Linked DNA regions of Mus musculus: regions 1, 2, 4, 5, 6 and 7 are each linked to region 3. A link is a contact called in public Hi-C, HiChIP or PLAC-seq and promoter capture Hi-C data. All regions are on one chromosome and are shown on one strand. The core of a region is the stretch at or near the end of the contact, and the rest is flanking DNA. Distances in the headings are between cores, read along the strand shown. Region 1 holds the start of Clptm1 (cleft lip and palate associated transmembrane protein 1). Region 2 holds the start of Gemin7 (gem nuclear organelle associated protein 7). Region 3 holds the start of Prkd2 (protein kinase D2). Region 4 holds the start of Trappc6a (trafficking protein particle complex 6A). Region 5 holds the start of Apoc1 (apolipoprotein C-I). Region 6 holds the start of Bcl3 (B cell leukemia/lymphoma 3). Region 7 holds the start of Cblc (Casitas B-lineage lymphoma c).

What was found. Promoter capture Hi-C pulls out the DNA fragments that hold promoters and counts their contacts. Hi-C and Micro-C count contacts between places; a contact is called where the count stands out from the background. HiChIP or PLAC-seq counts read pairs in DNA pulled down with a chosen protein or histone mark. Capture Hi-C pulls out chosen DNA fragments and counts their contacts.
Region 1: a Hi-C map of B cells shows a contact between it and region 3, with 6 read pairs. The contact joins the promoter of Clptm1 here to the promoter of Prkd2 in region 3. A contact is called at or near these places in 1 of 484 Hi-C or Micro-C datasets (B cells) and 1 of 115 datasets of contacts at active chromatin or transcription factors (astrocytes).
Region 2: a promoter capture Hi-C map of embryonic stem cells shows a contact between it and region 3, with 4 times the contacts expected there. The contact joins the promoter of Gemin7 here to the promoter of Prkd2 in region 3. A contact is called at or near these places in 4 of 39 promoter capture datasets (embryonic stem cells, frontonasal cranial neural crest, hippocampal neurons and 1 more) and 2 of 115 datasets of contacts at active chromatin or transcription factors (embryonic forebrain and pro-B cells).
Region 4: a contact with region 3 is called in a promoter capture Hi-C map of liver, with 2.7 times the contacts expected there. The contact joins the promoter of Trappc6a here to the promoter of Prkd2 in region 3. A contact is called at or near these places in 2 of 39 promoter capture datasets (embryonic stem cells and hippocampal neurons), 1 of 484 Hi-C or Micro-C datasets (CD4 T cells) and 1 of 9 other capture datasets (liver).
Region 5: an H3K27ac HiChIP or PLAC-seq map of embryonic stem cells shows a contact between it and region 3, with 8 times the contacts expected there. The contact joins the promoter of Apoc1 here to the promoter of Prkd2 in region 3. A contact is called at or near these places in 2 of 39 promoter capture datasets (embryonic stem cells and hippocampal neurons) and 2 of 115 datasets of contacts at active chromatin or transcription factors (both in embryonic stem cells).
Region 6: a Hi-C map of B cells shows a contact between it and region 3, with 7 read pairs. The contact joins the promoter of Bcl3 here to the promoter of Prkd2 in region 3. A contact is called at or near these places in 1 of 39 promoter capture datasets (liver), 1 of 484 Hi-C or Micro-C datasets (B cells) and 2 of 9 other capture datasets (adipose tissue and liver).
Region 7: a promoter capture Hi-C map of liver shows a contact between it and region 3, with 3 times the contacts expected there. The contact joins the promoter of Cblc here to the promoter of Prkd2 in region 3. A contact is called at or near these places in 1 of 39 promoter capture datasets (liver) and 1 of 9 other capture datasets (liver).

What each region holds. Positions count from the first base shown.
Region 1 is chr7:19,663,634-19,666,333 of GRCm38.p6, forward strand. It overlaps Clptm1 (cleft lip and palate associated transmembrane protein 1), which reads right to left and starts at 1,397. Exons shown (of 14, transcript NM_019649.2): 1 at 1,301-1,397. The coding sequence starts at 1,372.
Region 2 is chr7:19,571,788-19,574,603 of GRCm38.p6, forward strand. Gemin7 (gem nuclear organelle associated protein 7) reads right to left here and starts at 1,556. Exons shown (of 2, transcript NM_027189.2): 1 at 1,522-1,556.
Region 3 is chr7:16,841,446-16,844,293 of GRCm38.p6, forward strand. Prkd2 (protein kinase D2) reads left to right here and starts at 1,457. Exons shown (of 19, transcript NM_001252458.1): 1 at 1,457-1,588; 2 at 2,037-2,418. The coding sequence starts at 2,179.
Region 4 is chr7:19,507,415-19,510,114 of GRCm38.p6, forward strand. It overlaps Trappc6a (trafficking protein particle complex 6A), which reads left to right and starts at 1,256. Exons shown (of 6, transcript NM_025960.4): 1 at 1,256-1,418. The coding sequence starts at 1,335. It overlaps Bloc1s3 (biogenesis of lysosomal organelles complex-1, subunit 3), which reads right to left and starts at 956. Exons shown (of 2, transcript NM_177692.4): 1 at 891-956; 2 at 1-196. The coding sequence starts at 187.
Region 5 is chr7:19,691,355-19,694,054 of GRCm38.p6, forward strand. It overlaps Apoc1 (apolipoprotein C-I), which reads right to left and starts at 1,305. Exons shown (of 4, transcript NM_001110009.2): 1 at 1,255-1,305; 2 at 1,057-1,132; 3 at 534-681. The coding sequence starts at 1,114.
Region 6 is chr7:19,821,377-19,824,076 of GRCm38.p6, forward strand. Bcl3 (B cell leukemia/lymphoma 3) reads right to left here and starts at 1,379. Exons shown (of 9, transcript NM_033601.3): 1 at 1,061-1,379. The coding sequence starts at 1,301.
Region 7 is chr7:19,795,359-19,798,058 of GRCm38.p6, forward strand. Cblc (Casitas B-lineage lymphoma c) reads right to left here and starts at 1,451. Exons shown (of 12, transcript NM_023224.5): 1 at 1,075-1,451. The coding sequence starts at 1,424.

The DNA of each region.
Region 1 (2,700 bases), core at 147-2,646, 2.8 Mb after region 3:
CAGAGAGGCTCCACATGTGACTGGAAGCTCAACAGTCTCTCACGCCACTGCCACCCAATAATCAACAGAAACTTACAGGAGCCAGTCCCAAGGACCAGAGGCTAGGACGTCCCTGCAGACCCCGCTGGTGTATTCACCACAGCAGGGATAAACCAGCAATTTCCTGAGCTGTGTGCACCCAAGGTCTGGTTGGAAATGCCAGAAAGACTCAGTCAGAAAAGGTGGGTTCTACCTCATCACTTGAGTGTATCTGTCCCCCTCCTTTGAGACCCTACAGCCCCTCATCCCGACTTCTGTCACTTCCCGAGTCTGTTTACGCTACCATCTCCTCTCCCACTCCCCTCACTGCAGGGACATGACTGGAGACATCTTTATAGCCATAAGGCTGGCCCTCTCGCCCAAGTCCTCCATTAACCACTGGGGAAATAAAGACCCAAAGGAAGAAAACTTGTCCAAGGTCACATCCAGTCAGCTACATGCACCCCTCCCAGTCGGTACTCCTCACCCCTGAGCTGCCTCCTACACGGCAGTGACATCCCAGTGGGTGGGTCGACAGCACCTTGCTTCCACTCCATCAATTCCAGCAGAAGCCTGCACGGTGCCTGAGTGAACTGCTATGCTCTGAGGTCTCAGTTTATTTGAGGTGGTAATGGGTTGGGAGGCAAACGCGCCTGGATCAATTATTTCTCTATTTATTTGATCAGCTTGGGCTAAAACAGCGCCCATCTCAGCCCAGACCACCCACAGTCAGCTTTTTCCTAGAACGGACACCAAAACTAACCTGGGTGACCTTCTACAAGCGCCTTCGTCTTGTCGTCCCTCGGATCCTTGTCTGTGAAATGGGTCGGTCGGCCTCCGCAGCCCATGCCCTCTACCCACCACAATTACCGTATTTGCCCTGAGCTTGAAAACTCTCAATTAACCAACCACTGCCCCCGATCTCGGGCACTGCGGAGCGGACCAGGAACACCAGCCCTCTCTAGAAACAGTGCTGGAGGCTGGAACCACACAGTCGAGGACCGAGTCTGCGCCCCTCCGCGCCACCCTCTCCTCCGCTCGAGCAAGGAGTCCGCTGGACGCCCGGCGCGAGCCTGCAGGAGACCCGGCGCGCAACAGGGCCGGGTTCCCGCCACCGTCCGGCCTCCTGGGCGGCCGGGCGCCGCCAGGGCCCAATATTCAAGGTCCCTCTGGGGCATGGAGCCCCCGGTGCACCGGGTTCCTCCAAAAAGGACAAGACACTCCCTGCAGGGGTGCCCCCCGCTGGGGAAGAGCCCCCTCAGGCACCTCTCGGCCTCCGTACCTGACCAGAGCTGCCTCCCCCGGCCGCCACCACGGCGCTGCCGGCCCCGTCCGCCTCCTGCGCCGCCGCCATCTTCCTGCTCCGGGTCCCCGCCCCCGCCGCCAGCCCCGCCCCGTCCCCGACGGCGCCAGCGCGATCGCGCGAGATTTTACGCTTAACCCGTCCCCACCAGGCTTCCGTATCAGAATGGAGCGCCTCAAGCCACGCCCTCTTGAAGGACCAACTAGGCCACCGTACTCGACGTCCGCCCCTTTCACCGCAATTTGGTTGTTTTGGTCTAGCAGGGAGTGACTTCTCCGAGTGCTTGAACTTTCTATAGCAGGAAATGCTCTTTTCATGGGTTCTACTTGTTACACTCGGCCAAGGTGGATGGTTATTTTTTTGATTGTATGGTCTTCCCAAGCAATTCCACCGCAGTTCGGATGGCCGTTTCTTCTCGGGTTTTACAAAGTCGATGGTTTCGGAGCTTTTCCGGCCACCGTAGCGATTCGCTAGAGCCACGCCCCTCTTGAAGAGAAAACCCCTCTCTGGCTGCGGATTTTCGACCTAAGGGGTGGTCATTACTTTGTTCTTTTCGCTTCTGATGCGATTTCCTTGTCTTAAGCTTTCGTCATCAACCCTCGGAGACTGTAGTTCATCCTTAGGCCGTATCTGCTTTCTTACGGACACCACACCTGGAAATGGGACCCTAGTCACTTTTTTCAAATAAAGACTCGTTTATTTGTTTTATGTACACGAGCACTGTATCTTTATGTCAGCAGAGGGCATCAGATCACCTTATAGATGGTTGTGAGCCACCGTGTGGTTGCTCGGAAGTAAACTCGGGACCTCTGGAAGAGCAGATATGCTCTTAGCCGCTGAGCCACCTTCATCCCGGACCTTAGCCGCTTTTAGGCCGCTTAGTTTAGCACTCGTCTTCCATTAGGGGTCTGTGCTTTCTTGCAAACCTCGAATCTTTAAACACAAAGACAGGATCTCATTCTGTAGCCCAGGCCGGCCTCAACTCCTGATCCTCCTGCCTCAGCCTCCAGAATACTGGGATTAAAACATAACATACATGAGAGTAATAATCCTATTTTCTCCTTTTGTTTGTTCGTTTTGATGGGTAAAGGGAAAGGTCTTGAAATGAAGCCCTGGCTGTGGCAAGCATAGAACTTGCGGCATCTTCTAGCCTCATCCTCAGGAGTGCTAGGAGTGCTATCGGGGATTACAGGTTATGTCTCAGCACATTAAACAAGTGAGAGACCAATTCCTTTGGGTTCAGACTCCATCTCAGAGAATCTGACTTAAGATTGAACTCAAGTAAACTAACAGGCCGGTACCTAGCACTAGTTCTAGGCTACACCGCAACAAGAGCTTGAATAAAAAGATCCTAATGCAATTGCTTTGGATTTGGCTCC
Region 2 (2,816 bases), core at 306-2,805, 2.7 Mb after region 3:
AAAAGTCAGGAAGAATATGTCCTAGTGTCCTAGATGGCAAGGACAGCTAAAATTACCCTCTTCCCGGTCATCCTGACCTCAGTTTCTGACCCAGAGATTACAGTCTAAACCCATACATCCCAATACCTGGCTAAGCAGTCTGTTAGCCTGAAGCAGGTAAGGATACTTTTGGTCACAGGGCAACCGTTGGTGCCTCAGGGAGAGTGGAGTGAGGCATGGGGAAATGGAGACTGCAGGCCAGACTTTGAAGGGAAGCTAGCCAGTTCTGGTGTGGTGAAAGTGGCTCTGGCAGGCCTTGCGCCCTATTCCCTCCGCCTTGAGAAAAAGTGTTTGATTACATTCCTAAAGCTAGCCACCAAGGTCTACTCCCTTATTTGGATACTTCCTCCTGAGGCTGAATACCAAGGTAGAATTATCACAGTATTGAAGTCCAGCAACCAAAAGCCCCCTTTGGCCCACCTAATTAACACACTTATTTAAAATTAAACACCTCACCCTAACACAGGGTTTCTCCTTGTGTCTTTATAAATTGCCATTTTTCTATGGGTCAAGTCTGTCTCCTCTTTATCCATTGGCAGTCCTTTGTTCCTCTGGGATACTCCTCCTCCTTCTCCCTTGTTCCCTTCCCCATCTCCCTCATTCTCTATTTCCTGTCTTTGTCTCTAATTCCCTGTTCTCTGTCCTTCTGGGGCAAATGAATCTCCTTTGTGCTGAGCACTTGTCCTGGAGGTTCTGGGCAGGTACTTTTCCTTTCAGTCTTAGCTACAGAGAGAGTTCTACAGCAGCCTGAACTACATAGGGAGAGGTGTGGGGTTTATAGGGGTGGGAGAGGCTGGAGATGTAGCTCAATCGGTAGAGTGCTTGTACCGAAAGTAGGAAATGGACATCCTTCACCAGTTTAACATAAACTGCTGGTAGCAGTTCGTACAGGCCTCTAATCTCGGCCCTTGGAAGGTGAAGGCGGGATGTAAAGTTCAAAGTTACCCAGGGCCAGTTCAAGGCCAGCCTGGGGCTACTGTTCTGCCTGATAATCTCAGGGGAAAACAAAACAAAACAAAACCCAGACAACAAGAAGAAAGTTAAAGAGGAATGGGTCAGTTTGGAGACCATTAGGTCTACCTTGAGTTACCAGGATGCGAAACTTGCTGGGCTTCCAGGCTAGCAGATAGGGCCAATTTCTCCATTCGCATTGTAAAGTAACAGTCCGCAGTCCTCCCACCTCCTATGCAAATTCGCTAAATGGGGCCACACCTGAGCGTAAGCAGCCCGAGGGCAGGATCTGTTCCCTCCGCGGCACCCGTGGGCGGGCGGGTCAGTTTCCTTTTAATTCCTCCTGGCCTCCTAGCGTCCTGCTTTTCAAATTCTAAGAATGTCCATCCGCTCCGGGGCAGCCACCTCCCACCCCGCCCGCCCCTCCCTGCGTCAGAGTACAGTCTCTCTCCAGGCCGTCCCTTCCCCAAAGCTCCAATGCCACCCGGAGCGGCTGACGGGGAAGATGTCCCACGACCACGGAGAACTCACCAAGGCCTGTCCCTGCAGGCGCTGCTCCTACACCCGCGCCGCCGCCACCGCCGCCGCCCAGGGCCGGGCAGGCGCCGAGCCCCGACTGCCTAGTTTCCGCCCGCGCAACCTCAGCAGAGGTCCGGATGGGCACAGAGTCCGGAGCTCCTGAGTTCCGCCCCCGCCCCGCGCCTCCACTTTCCCCACATGTTCATCGGCCTCTCCAGGGCACGCGACCAGGGCTGGTCTCTGCCATCCTGTGGGTTAGGGACATTTAAGATGCCCACTTTGGGGAGCACGAGACAGAGGTTCAGAAAGTTGGGCATGGTGGCTCCCAGGCTTGGAATCCCCGGCGCCCTCGGGAGGTGAGACAAGAGAATAGTCAAAGTTCAAGCGAGGCCTGACAACCTGTGAAAAGGGGCATGGGAGCGGGGCAGGGCGGAGTGGGGGAAGGAAAGAAGAAAGAGTAGTGGCTCACACCTGTAATCTCAGATCTTGGCAGCCGGAGGCAGGAAGATCGGGATCAATTAGAGATAGAATAAGAGAGAGAAAGGGGTGGGGGACGAGGGAGGGACGCAGAAGGAGGAGGAGGGGAAAAAAGAAGCAGAAAAAGCATAAGAGGTTTCCTATTAGCCGCTTTGGAGGCACACCTGTATTCCACCCCTCCCCGTCTCCGCCTCTAGGTACCAGGAAAGGGGCTTACGGAATGCTGCCGCTGGGATGTACCCAGCCCACTTTGCAACCTTTGTTTAAAAATGGAAAAACTAAGCCGGGCGTGGTGGCGCACGCCTTTAATCCCAGCACTCGGGAGGCAGAGGCAGGCGGATTTCTGAGTTCGAGGCCAGCCTAATCTACCAAGTGAGTTCCAGGGCAGCCAGGGCTACGCAGAGAAACCCTGTCTCGAACACCCCCCACCAAAAAAAAAAAAAAAAAAAAAGGGAAAAACTGAGGCCCTGCATAGGGGCATGTGATCTCAGCCCGGGTACAAAAAATGGATTGCATTCCCACAGAGTTCACTTAGGCAGAAAGAAGAATGCAGCTTCCCCTTACTGCCTGGCACACAGGTGCTCTGCAAATATCCGTGGAAAAGAGTGTCCTGCTTCAGAATAGGTGTTGATTGAATCATGAAAGTATGGGTCCTGGTGCCTGCCTGTCTTGGCTACCAAAAAGGCCAAGTGGTCTAACCAGACTTAGTCCTATCTCACTGAAAGAGTATGGGGCTCTGTCCCAGAATGGGATACTCTCTTAAAACCTACAGGTGTCCTCTTCTGGCAGCATCTGAAGACAGCTACATATTATAATAATAATTAATAAAT
Region 3 (2,848 bases), core at 207-2,706:
CACTCTGACATTCCAAACAGCAGGCACAGCATGTTCCACAACCCCCGCCTTCTAGACCTGCCCCAGGGTCACGGGGTAAAGGGGGCCGTGAGTCCCAGAAGCAGGCAGTCAAACATGCTGGGGACATGCCTGTCTAGAAGGTACATGTAGGCATGTGGTTTTTAGGGGACACTCATTAGCCAGGCTGTGAGCTCCACGTGGCCTTGCCTCCCCCTGTCCCTCTTTGCAACTTCCCCAGGTGGTAGTTTGGGTTTTCACTCCAGCCTCAGACTTCCTTCCCCAGCCTCTGCCCCCGGATGTGGTGACAGCCAGCACTGTACCCACCTCAGCTGCCCCCAGCAGCGCTGAACCAGTAAGGGGGGGCCCTTGTGGACAAGTTGCTGCTCTCTTAAAGCTCCAGCTACCTGGATGTGAAAACTAATTGGTAGCCACTGCCTGACTACTGGAGTAAAAGTCAGAACGGCTCTTGATGGAGTTAGAGTTGACTACACAGACTCACAGGCTCTCAGTTGATGTTAGCTTTTTAGATTTCCTGTTATTGCACTACTGTTTATTTCAGAGAAGGGTGGAGGTCAGGACAACCCACAGTAGCTCAGCTGGTTCTCCTTTGACTATGTGAGTGTACAGGATTGAACTCAGGCCAGTGAGCTTGGCTTCAAATGCCTTTCCCCACCTGGCCATCTCACCAGCCACATGTTGGATGATTCCGTTAACACACCCACCCAGACACCCCTGGATGTTTTCAGTGCCTTCCCTTTCCTCTGCAAAATCAAAGGCAGCCACATCAACTCAACTTTAGCAGTGTCCAGGCACCACCTGTATTTCGGCCTCATGACAGAAAAACTAAGGCTCACAGTGGAGAAGTCACACAGCCAGAAAGATGTCGGCACTTGGTCTCACAGGAGGTCTATCAAGTGGTGGTGTCCTTTGTCATGCCACCTTGGTTGGAGGGACAGGCTTTGTACCCTCAACTCTCTGGAGAGAAACCTGAAATTAAGCTCTCTTGTGCATCCTAAGGCCTCCTCGACTTCCCACCTTATATACTGGGCTTTTGAGCTGGGGACGCGCGCTTTTGTGTGTGTGTGTGTGTGTGTGTGTGTGTGTGTGTGTGTGTGTGTGTGTGTGTGTGTGTGTGTGTTGGGGGCAGGTTGAGTAGCAGAAACTGTAAAGCCACCGGACTTGACAACGATTTCCGACCCTTTCCCTGCGGTGGGCGCCGGATGCGTGCCAGTCTGACAGCTCACTCCTTCAATGACAAAGCGCCTGCCCCTCTCGCGTGCCGCGGTGAACTGCGGCGAAAAGTCAACTTTCCAGGCTGGACTGTGCAGAGGAAACGCTGACCCTTCCGCCCTCCTACCCCCAGCCACCAAATTCCCCCCAACTCCCTGGTGCGGGGTCCCGCCTTCCCCTTCCGTCCCAGTAAGGCCCGCCCTGTGATGTCACGGTGCCCTGCTTTGATTGGCCAGCTGTGCCATCGCTCCTGAGACTTCCTTCTGGGCCGCCGCTGCCGACTTAAACTTTGAAGGGGGAAAAATAGAGCTACCCGCGCTGTGCGACCCTCCCTTGTCCCCGACCCGCCCCGCCTTCGGTAACGCTCCCTCCTCCGCCGCCCCTGATCCAACTTTCCTCCGACTTTCACGACCTGTGAGAGTCTCTTCTTTCAGCCCTGGCCCTGGCAACCCCTCCTCATCCCCGAGCCAGTCGGGTTCCTACGATCCACTAGATCCCTGGTCAGACTCCCGTTTTCTACCCCCAAGGCAGAGCATCTTCAGGCCTGCCCTGACTTTGGTCCTGCCGTCAAACCCACCGGATCCTGGCATTCCCTCTGCTTTGCTCTCAGCCTTCTTTCTCCAGGGGCCTTGGATCGCAGTGTCTTTTGATTCCAGGGACCCTGCCCTACCCGACTTTCTTTCCTGGTTTCTTCCAACCTTCCAATCTCTGGGTACCCTTCCCCAAACCACTGTTTTTCTTTCTGAACTCTGCTCTCTTGACTCCCGGCGTGTGACCCACTAGATGCCTTTTCTCTCATTGCCCAGGATCCCGCCATCCTCGCGTCTCTCAACCTGACAGATTTCTCTCTCAAATGCCTGCGTTCTTACCACCACCGCAAGAGAGCTCTCGGATCTAGGTCCCAGGGTCCTTGGTGAGCTTTGGGCGGCAGATCTGGATCTGGCCCCCATGGCCGCCGCCCCCTCCCATCCCGCAGGACTCCCCGGCTCTCCGGGGCCCGGGTCTCCTCCGCCCCCCGGTGGCTTGGATCTCCAGTCGCCGCCACCTCTGCTGCCTCAGATCCCGGCTCCGGGTTCGGGGGTCTCCTTCCATATCCAGATCGGATTGACCCGAGAGTTCGTGCTGTTGCCGGCTGCCTCAGAGTTGGCTCATGTGAAGCAACTAGCCTGTTCTATCGTGGACCAGAAGGTGAGGGCATAGGGGGCTCTCATGATAAAGGAGGAGGCTTTGGAGGTGGCCTGAGATTGTTGGGAGGCCAGAGAGGGGCCTAGGTGACAGACGAGGAGGGGCACTACACCCTAGTCGTGTCCTCACTCCACCACCGGTTTCAGAGAGGCCCGGATAGGGGTGGGGTGCCCAGAGGCCTCCCCAAATTGCCTGTCGCTGCTTGTTGTTTTCTGCAGCGAGCAGGGAGGAAGGGAGGGGCCTACCAGGTGTGGAGTTGGGAGGAAGGGGCAAGTGGGAGCAGCTGATCAGGAAGAGCTCTTCTGATGGGCCCATCCTGGGCCTCCGGTCTTTGGAAACAGTAGAAATTGAAGCCATACTGGCCATGGTGATCGGGTGACATGTGTGAGTGGGTGTGTGGACAAGCTGCCAGGGGCAAGCAAGGTCTCGGGGT
Region 4 (2,700 bases), core at 6-2,505, 2.7 Mb after region 3:
GCTCCGAGTCGGTCTCCGCCGCCTCCCCGGCCACACGCAGCCCCGTGGGACGGCCGCGCGTAGGGCCCGAGGGACCCAGGTATAGTTCCTCCTCGGACGAGGATGCAGACAGCTCCGAGTCGGTCTCCGCAGCTTCCCCAGGTACCACTGTCCCCGGCCTTCTCCGCCGACCCTGGGATGACTCCATGGCACGGAGCTGGAGAAGAGGAATTGAGCGGACGTGAGGTCCCGAGTCCCAGCCCCTTCACCGCCATCCCCAGCGAGTCCTGACTTGGGCCTCAGTTTCCTCGTGTACACATGGGTTGGAATTGTGCACCTCTGTATCATTTGTGTGCACACCGGGGACATCAAGGACCGTCCAGGCAAAGCCTTAGAACTAGGTCACACGAGATGGCTCAGCTGGGAAAAGGCACTTGCAATCAAACCTGACGCCAAGAGTTCGAACCCAGGGACCCACATGGTGGAAGAAGCGAACTGAGGCCCGTACAGTTGTCCTCTGAGCTCTACACGCGTGCTAGAGACGCACGCGTATATATACATTAACTAATATAAAATAATAATAATGACTTTAATTCCCAGCACCGGAGGAGAGGCAGGAAGATCTCTGTGAGTTCGAGATCAGCCTGATCCTCAATAGTGCCAGGCCATCCAACATTACATACATAGTGAGAACTTGTCTCAAAATAATACTGACAATAATAAAGTAAGTTTTAAAAGCTTTGTAACCAAGAGTTCCCAGAGTCCCACCAGCACAGGCCACACCCTCCACTGTCCTCCTGGCCAGCGAGCACTTGGCCGCAATAGGCACCAGGGCAAACAGAAAGGACAGCCGCCCGAGGGGACCCTTAACAAGAGCCACCGACACCAGAGTCCCGGAAGGAAGGCCATACCGGGTCTCCGAGGCTCCGAGCCCAAGGGGTCCGCTGCCTGGCGGAAGTGAGCCGGTCTCTCGCAGCGTCACGTGAGCCGAGTTATGGCCAATAGGAAAGCGGTTAGACAAGTCGCTTCCGTAGTGTGGGTTTATTTATTTATTTGCTTATGTATTTAGGAAAATTCCGTTTGACGCGTAAATTTATTTTTTTTAATCTTGGACCCTCACAGGAATCAGAGACTCAGCCAATTGGATGTCCGAAGACTCGGGAGCAGGGAGGGAAGCGAAGAAAGGGCGGAAGATGTTAACAGCGCGGCCAAGGAAGGGGCTCGGTGGACCCGCCTCCTGGCTTTCAAGAAGCAGGCGGAGCTAAATAGGATCACCAATCAGATCGGGCCTACCTCCCGAGCTGACCAATGGGAGCCGGAAGCGTTGGCCAGGCGTGAGGGTCGCGAGGCGGCGTATGGCGGACGCGGTGCTATTCGAGTTTCTGCACACCGAGATGGTGGCGGAGCTGTGGGCCCCGGACCCGGACCCAGGCTCGGGGGTGAGCGGCACGCCGTGGCCTCGGGGTGGAGAAGTGGGGTGTGATCGAGCCTTATGGCAGGTCATTGCTGAGGCGGAGCGAGATGACTTGGGTCAAGGCGCTCAGTTCTAGGCCTCGTCCTGGGGCGCCGTTGATAATTAGGGTAATTGGCTGTTATTGGGCTCAGATGAGGGCTCGCCTCACCACCCACTTAGTATGCAACTCAACATCTTTAATCTTCCTATCCTTCCGTTTCCTCCTTAGAAAATGCACCCTCAACCATACCCGGTCTCATCTGTCCCCTCTGCCTGTGTGCTGGATAAAGTGCGTGCTGATCGCGCTACACCCCAGCACACAGTGAGTTTTTTAGTATGGATTTGCCCCTGTAATGAGTAAAGACCCCACCCGGTAATGTGGAAGGTGGCGCTGGGATCACTGAAATATTGTAATCAATAATAGTTACCACCACTTATGTGTTCCTTTGTGCCTTCCTGTGTGTCATACTCCCATCCACCTCCCATTGTCTTCCTTCTCATCCTAGGGAGGTCATGAAGAAGCTGCTTTGTGCAGAGGCACATGCTCTGGGAAGGAGGGAGCCTGCTTCCTCTCTGCTCTGTGTCACCTTGACTCTAATAAAGAGATTAAAATAGCTTTCTGTGAGCCTGCACAGATATGAGCTTGCCCAGGGCTCTCCTCGTAGCTCCTAACTGCTGCCACCGACTGTGTCCGTACTGGGGGCCCTACAGCTGAGGTAATAGAGTTAGTGGGAGTGTGGCCCGATCATCAGGTCTCAGGAGCCTCCCTGATTTTTTGGGAGGGTGGGGGTGGGGGGGTTCGAAACAGGGTTTCTCTGTGTAGCCCTGGCTGTCCTGGAACTCACTCTGTAGACCAGGCTAGCCTCAACTCAGAAATTCACCTGCCTCTGCCTCCCAAGTGCTGGGATTAAAGGCGTGTGCCACCACGCCCGGCTGCCTCCCTGATTTTATAGGCTACATGGCAGTTTGAACTTCCATGACTGTGTGGGAGTTCAAGACCTGCTGCAGAGACTGCTCTGCTCTCTCTTTTCTTCCCTGAGTATCCCTACGCCAACCCGACTCTTGAAGCAGGTTTTCACTGTATGACCCAAGCTGGCTTCTGGTGATCCTCCTGCCTCTGCCTGAAAAGTACTAGGATTATGGGCCCTCCCGTGTCTGGTTTGCACATTGCGCCTCCAGTGTGGTACAGTCAGCCTCTGCATCCCAGAGTGCTGCATCAGTGGTGGCGCACGCCTTTAATCCCAGCACTTGGGAGGCAGAGGCAGGCG
Region 5 (2,700 bases), core at 55-2,554, 2.8 Mb after region 3:
CAATCAGGCTGGCCTCAAAGAGATCTGCCTGCCTCTGCCTCATGAATACTGGGATCAAAGGTGTGCGCCACCACTGCCTGGCTAGTTCTTAACCCAGCATGCCCTAATCTCTCTTTGGCCAGTGTAAACTGCAGAGCCCAGGCCTGTACAGCTTCTGCTGTGCCCCTGCCCCAACTCTCCTACATTCTTTCTCTGTCTCGGAGACTCAAGTCATGACCTGTCTCAAGAGTACACAGGGAGGGGTCAGGGTCTGTCCTAACCAGTCAGCCGCCTAGCTTGGCCCTTCACTAGGACTTGGAAACATCTCTAACAGTTGGCTGGGAGTTACACCGCCTGTCTCCACACTACGAGCACTTTGACATCCAGTTCAATGACTTCAGATACAGTTCTATGACTTCAGGGAAAGTGTCAAACACTCTGGTGCAGTTTCCCCATTGTGTCAGTGTGGAACTGTCTGCTAGGGCTTTTACACACGGGCGCGCGCGCACGCACACACACACACACCACCCGCCCGTGCCCTGAAAGGTCCTAACCGGGTCTTGGTCAAAATTTCCTTCTGTTTGATATGTTCAATGGCTGCCCGGGCCTTGTCTTCCAAAGTGTTCCCAAACTCCTTCAGTTTATCCGGTATGCTCTCCAATGTTCCGGACAAATCCGGGGCCGCCTGGGCGGGGGCTGGGCCTGCCGCGAGAGGGTTGCGAGCAAACTCATTAGCATGGGGGAGGGTATTGGACACTTGATTTTACTGCACCTCTCACCTCCTTGTTTTTACGCTCCGCCCCTTCTAGGAAGATTAGCCAATTCCAAAGGGTGGTATCCTAGGTCATTGGTTACTGCGTCTTTTCTGGACAGAGTTGCCTCCTTCAGCACCCACTTTGACACAAAAATAAGGCACCTGGCAGGTGGGATGGGGGACGATGGGAGGGCGGTAGTGGAATGATGACACAGAAAGGGACCTCAGAGCCCTCCTCGAGGGTCTTCTAAGCCTGGGCCGCAGGCACAAGGCCAACTTCACACTTCCAAGCCTCTTTCTTACCTTCCAAGGCTCTTTCTTACCTTCCAAGGTCATGGCTACGACCACAATCAGGACAGGAAGAGCGATGAAGAGCCTCATCCTGGTTGGAGGGGCACCCTGGAGGCAGACGCACGGGTAGCGGGGGACATCGCTAGTATTCACCACCGCCCTCCACCATGATCCCACCACCCCAATCCCTTAGCTGTAGGTAGTGGGGGGACACTTTCCTATGCACTAACCTGGATCTAAGGATCTCTCAGGAGGCCCATGGCGGTGGGAGGATCCTGCACAGAGGTTTAACCGGTTGGGGAGGGGGCGGAGCAAGCTGGTCGCCCTCCCCCTGAGCCTCCCCCTTGTCTCTGTGTCCACCTACTTTTTCTTTTTTCTTTTTTCTCTTTTTTTTTTTTTTACATAGGCTTTTTGGCTGGCCTGGAATTTGTGATGCTCCTGCCTCTGCCTCTCTAGTGAGTTGCTGGGATTACAGGCATGCACCAACACCAACACAACCAGCCCACTCTCTTCTGTCATTCTGGTCGATACTGGGAGGCAGATCCCACATCCAGGCTTTTTATTTAGGCCCAAGGCTCGTCACTGGTCAGCATCCTCACTTCCAAATCTCATTGATCTCCACCCAGCCTTGGCTGCTCTGCCTACTCACTCTCTCTCTGAGGCTGTCCCACCTTAAGGGGGGGGGTCTTACAAACAACTCCCCTCACCCCCATCTCACCCCTAGCTCACACTGCATCCTCAGGTTAGCTCTTCTCTACCTTCTCCTTGACCAGGAGCCTCAGCTCACATTCTGTCCCGGATGCTGCACCCTGGCTCCCTTCACCTCCAATGCCTTTGCATCTGCACACCCTCAGACCTCCTCGGATGCTCTCTGGGATCTTGGCATCCCCTCATCTCCCTTCCTTAGAAGTTGCCTCTTCAGCTAGTCAAAACTGCAAAGAAGCTAAGAGCCTCTTAGCTTGCAGAGCTCCATAGTGTCCCCTAACTGGCACAACCCCCCTTCCCCCGTTTTTAGGTCTTGTGGGGCCTCCTAGGCCCCTGCAGGCCCTAAACTTGCCTCCCTGCCCCCTCCTTCCACAACATCCTTTCTCTCAGGCTAGAGTCCAAGGCCCTTCTCCCCCCCTCCCCCAGAGCTGTCATTGACCGACAGTGACCCCCTGGCAGCTGGTGGCTAAGGGGCCCAGACTCTAGGTTGGCTGGCCTGGTGCCCCTGCAACCCACGTGTCAGTTGGGGCGGGGGTGGGGGTGGGGACGACGACAACAGGGGGATGGTTGTGAAAGGGGTGGAACAGATTCTCGACCCTGGCTGGGTTGCGACATCTCTGGGGCCAACTCGGCGCTAGCTAGCTTCCAGTCCCTGTGGGCACCAGGCCTGACCCTTTTGCTTCTTGAAAGGAGTCCTGCTCAGTCCTCAAGCGCCCATCTGAATAATGTAACAGATTTCCCCCTTACTCTGCCCAGTGCTTGGTGCTTCCAGTGTCATCCTACTCTTAGCAACAAGGGCTTCCTGTGCCACAGGTAGGGTACGGGAAGCACACAGCTAAGGTTCTAAAACTGCTAGTCATTCAGTTCTTTTTTTTTTTTTTTTTTTCCTTCTTGTTTTCCTCTGTGTAGCCCTGGCTGTCCTGGAACTCACTCTGTACAACAGGCTGGCCTCCATGACTTCCTTCACGATC
Region 6 (2,700 bases), core at 129-2,628, 3.0 Mb after region 3:
CAGAGAGAGCCCTGTCACCACCCAGCAGGGGACTTCAGTTATAAGATTACACTGTGAGTAATTAGCTGAAGGAATAAATGACAAGCTAATATCTGGGTGTAGGGGATCTGGGGAGTTGGGGCTGTCAGAAAACTTGTCCTTTAGAACCCTTTTGGATGACAACGTTGGGAAGGGTCATTGCACAGATGGGGAAATGGAGGGCAGGGTTCTCATCAGATGGAGAAGGTCTCTTGTTACATAGTGTCCTCCTGCTGGAGCATGATAGGTAGTAGCTGAAGAACCTGGAGGGCCCAGAGACCTCAGCAGCGCTGGGGTATTTAGCAGATAGTAATGTGCCTACTGCAGGTGGATGTCCCTTCCTGGATATAAAAGTTGAAGAGAAAGGTATCCGGTTTCTTGCTGTCTGACCAGCTCTGGGGTTCCCTTTCTAAAGTCCCCCCTTCCCAGGTCCCCGAATCCCTCTCCTTGGACCGAAGCCCTTCAGTTTCTAAATTCCTTGTGTTCCCTCTCTTAGAACCCTCAGTCCCCAAGCCTGCCCCTAGGGCCACCTGACCCAGGGACACTTGTGAGTGCTCACAACTAGCCTGCAGAATGCAGTCACTATCGCCCTAAGACCTCGGTTCCCAGGATTTTAACCTACCGTATCAGCCTCCTTGGATCCTGGGTCCATTTCTATTCATCTCCCCATATCTGCTTACCAGAACCCCAGTTTCCAAGGTCCGAGTGACGATTATTCATAGTTCTGAACATCTGGTCTCTCCCAACCAGATATTCTGCGTCTCTGGAGTGTCTTGGGATCCCATATCTGCGACACTGGACGCTGTCTTCTGACCCCCATTCCCCAAGGCCATTTGACCCTTGGGCACCTGCCTGGGTGAACTTCTTGGCACGCCCATGGCTGAGCTCCAGGGCCTCTCAACCTCTTTCCTAGCTGTCTTTGGGTCATCAACTTGCACCCTGGAGTCCCAGCTACCAGGAACCCCAACTATTTGTGTCCTGTGTTCTGCTGACCTTAGGTGGCCCCCACCCGGCCCTGACTTTCATGGGGGAGGCCACTCACCCTGGTAGTAAAGGGCCTCCGGCCTGGCCACACAGTGGGGGGGCCCAGGGACAACCGGGACGTCGCAGCCGCTGCGCAGGGCGTCCAGGGGTCCAGCGGGGCTGCGCGTGGTTGCGGGCTCTGGGGACGCGGGGCGCAGCGGGCGTTTGCGGAGTGGCAGCGCGGCGCCCGGGGTGCCCTTGGGCCGGGTGCGCAGGTCCACGGGCCCCTCGTCCATGGCCCCCGCGGGGCATCGGGGCATCGGGCCGCCCGGAGACGCCGGGGCGTGCGGCGAGCTCGGCACGGGAAGGCGGTCTCGCCGGGCAGCGGGACTTCCCCTGCCGCCGACTGAACTGAAGGGACTTTTGTCAGTCGGGGCGGCGCCCGCCTCCCGCCTCCCCGCCCCCGGGCCCCCGGGGCCACCCGTCCGCCCCAGGGGTTTCCTGGACCCGCGTCTCGGAGGCGGAGCTCCTGGTCCCCACCCGCCACTCTGCTCATTGTGCCTCTGGCCGGGAGCTCTGTCTGGGTCTGAGTCCTTGAGATTCTCACATCTTCTGTCTGTCTCTCGCTTTGTTAGACTGGAGCTCCTGTAGCCCAGGCTAGTCTCGAACTCACTATGTAGTAGAGGGTGGTCTTGAACTTCTGTTCCTCCTGTTTCAACCTCCTGAGTGCTGAAATGACACTTGCACTACTGTGCCTTGATCTATTTGTCTGTCTGTCTATCTATCTATCTATCTATCTATCTATCTATCTATCTATCTATCTATCTATCTATCTTTCCAGCCAGCCAGCCTGCCTTCCTTCCTTCCTTCCTTTCTTTTTTTCTTGGACCATGGATCGAAGGCTAGCCTTAAATTTGCTGTGTAGCGGAAGATGACCTTGAACTCCTGATCCTCCCTCCTCTACCTCCCATCTCGCCTGGGACACCATAACCGGCAAACGTTTCTGTTGGCTGGTGGGGGGGGGGGGAGGCTCCTGCGTGCTAGGGATCCATACTTCTAAGCCCCTCCCCCAAATCCCCCATCTCTGAATCTCTTGGCTGTGTCTGGCGATCGCTTCTACTTTTGTGAGCACCTTCCCCTCCCACTGGTCCCATCTTTCCTTTAGTATTTCTGACTCTTTCAGCCATCTCCCTTAGTGCCAACTCTGAAGTCCTTAGAGGCCACAGGGTTGCTAGGGCATGGGTCTGAATCCTGAGTCCTACTTCCTCTTGGGTGACCTTGGCCATGCACTTCTCCCTCTGAGCCGTTTCCTTTTTGCAATGCTGGAGCCTAGGAGCTTGTGCACTTGAGCGATCTCCCAGCCCTCTTTGCGTTCCGTTTTAAGACTAAGCTGTTCGGACTGGCTTTGCCTTTGTTCTGTAGCCCAGGATGGCTTAGAACCTGAATCTTCCTGTCTGAGGTGGGATGCAGGTCTGCACCATCAGGGTGAGCCCAGACTCACTCTTTGTGCGAGAGAAAAGCCCAGCCCAAGGCAGAGACTGGTTCTTGGCAGAAAGTAGCCACCCTCTGCCTTCCTCATGCCTCCTAACTCGCAGGGCACAGGATAGCTAGGGGTGCAGGAGAGCTCTGAATGTGTCTCCTTGCCAGGTCCCTGCACCCAGCCAGAGGCCTCAAAGAACGAAACGCCAATGAATCCCAGATGCAGAGAGAGAGAGGAGA
Region 7 (2,700 bases), core at 201-2,700, 3.0 Mb after region 3:
GGGATCCAAAAACAACCAACCAATCTACCAACCAAACAAGAGAACCAGTTTATTACTCTGGGCTGATTGTGGTGCCAGAGCCCTTTGACCCCAGTACTCAGGAGGCAGAGGGAGGTGGATCTCTGTGAGTTTGAGGCCAGCCTGGTCTACAGATCGAGTTTAAAGGCCAGCTGGAACTACATAAGAAAGAAAAAAAGAAAGGAAGAAAGAAAGGAAGAAAGAAAGAAAAAAGAGATATGTATTTTCATTATATATACACACACACATACATACATATATATACACATATATATGCACATGTGTGTCTCTATATATTATACTATATATATATATGTGATATATATATTTATTTATTCAGGCAAGTCACAACAAGGCTAGGGAGCCAGACCCAAATCACCAGTTTAGACCTTGCTCTGGGTTCCAGCTCCAGTTCTATGCAGTTGTCCCACAAGCCAGAGGGCAGGCACGTCTAAGATCCTTGGAACAGACATCTTTGCTGGAACCCAGACAGGTGGAAGTGGAGGTGGGAGTGGGGGCTGGCCTGTTTCTCAGGCTGGACAGGTGGGTCCAACTCATCCTGCCTCCCCAACAGGAAGTTTGCTCTTTTATTTTTTGTTGTTGTTCCGAGACAGGGTTTCTCTGTGTAGCCCTGGCTGTCCTGGAACTCTTTGTAGACCAGGCTGGCCTCGAACTCAGAAATTCGTCTGCCTCTGTCTCCCAGTGGGATTGAAGGCGTGCGCCACCACTGCCCAGCTGAAGTTTGCTCTTCTAGGAGAGACACACGCCTGCACCCCAGGTTCAAGCTGATCTACAAAAGGAAGAAAGGGGGCCTGGAGGCAAGGGTGCTTAAAGGGGGGAATAATGGGGAGGAAGGCTGGACCTGTACTCCTGGGTCTGATGGAATAAAGGGTCTTGACTTTTGGGTCTGATTGAGGAGAGTTGAAGCTTGTACTTCTGGGTCTGAAGGAGGAGGGTGGAACCTGGACCCCTGGGTCTGAGGGAACAGGCGGCTGGTGGCACACAATCCGGAAATCACTAGTTTGTGACTTGTCTCTGAGGTAGGTTAGCGCTCACCTGAATCTGGAGCCCTCCCGGAAAACATCCTGGTTCACGTCCTTTTTGCCTCGGGGTGGCAGGAGCTCCGCCACCTGCCTGCCTTTGACCTCCAGATTGGCCAGGTAGATGGCCAGAAAGTCATCGGCGCCACCGGGACCCTCGGGGTCTTCCCTGGCCTCGCGCCGGGCCTTTGCCACCTCTCCAAGTAGCTGCGCGGTGCGGGGCAGCAGGTCCCGCAGGGACGGGGGCCCCGTGACCATCCTGGGATCCCTGCATTGCTCTTCTAGGCGCTGGAGCAACTTCACCGCCCGGCTAAGCGCGCGTGGCTCGCCCCGCTGCCACCCTCGCGGGGCTGCCGCCGCAGCCATGGGTCCCTCGGGTGGCTTGGGACTGGGACGGAGGGGTGTGGCGGGGAAAGGCTCCAGGTAGGGGCGGGACCAAGAGGGAGCAGGGGGCAGGTCCTGGAGGACCAGGAGGGGACTGTAGGTAAAAGGGGCCGGCCTGGAGAGTCTGAGGGAGGACGGCTGAAGCTGGACGCCTGTAGAGTCTGAGGGAGGAGAGCTGGGACTAGACCCCTGGGTCTGAGAGAGGAGGGCTAGAGTCTGGATTTATTGGTGTTGAGAAAAGAGGTGGTTCCGCAAGTAGGGCTCTGGGACAAGGCACCCTTTCATGAATTGTGGCTGAAGCTGTCAGTCTTTCTTCATAGGGGAGTCAGAGAGCTGAGTCTTCTAAGAACAGAAAGTCAAGTAGTTACTCTATGTCCCCGAGGTAAGGTACTAGAACCACCGGAGTTCGGGCTCCCGTGGCAGGTAAGGGAAATTTAGTTACAGTTTAAGTACCCAGATTTTCAAAAGAGGTGAAAGGGGTGTGGCGGAAAGTGGCGTTCAGGAATGCACAGGGCTGCAGGAAGTGGCTGCCGGGCAGGTTTGCACCCCAACCTGCCAGACCTGTAGGTCCGCCCTGATTATGCTTCAGACAGCCACCAGAGGGCGCCGTGGACACGGTTCTCTCTGCCCCAGGGCACCCAGGGCATCCAGCAAGCCAGCCACCACCCCAGCTAGGCCCGGTACTGACTCCTCAGCCTGCCTGCTCTCTCACTCTCTCCTTCTCCCTTCCTCTCCCTTCCTCTCCCTCCCTGTTTGGCAAAAACTCCAGATCCAGGAGATCTGAAGCCTCTGTCCTCTGAAGACACCCTGGGTAAGCACACACACACACACACACACACACACACACACACACACACACACTTTGTTGTTCTAGCTTTGTTTTTTTAGACAGTATCTCACCATACAACCCTGGGCGTCCTGGAACTCTCTCTGTAGACCAGGCTGGCATCAAGCTCACAGAGATCTGTCTGCCTCTGCCTCCCAAATGCTTGGACTAAAGGCACGGGGCATGCCTGGTACAATATCTTTTATTATTAAAAAAAAAAAATCCCAGCACGATGGAGTCAGAGGGAGACTAATTTCTGATTTAGAGCCAGCCTGGTCTACACATTGAGAGTTCCAGGTAAGCCAGAGTTACACAGAGAAATCCTGTCTCCAAAACAAACAAACAAACAAACATAAAAAATTGAAGTTGAATGTGTTTTCAGATAATTTTAAACCTAATTATTCAGGAAGAAGAGAACAAAGATGTTGAATT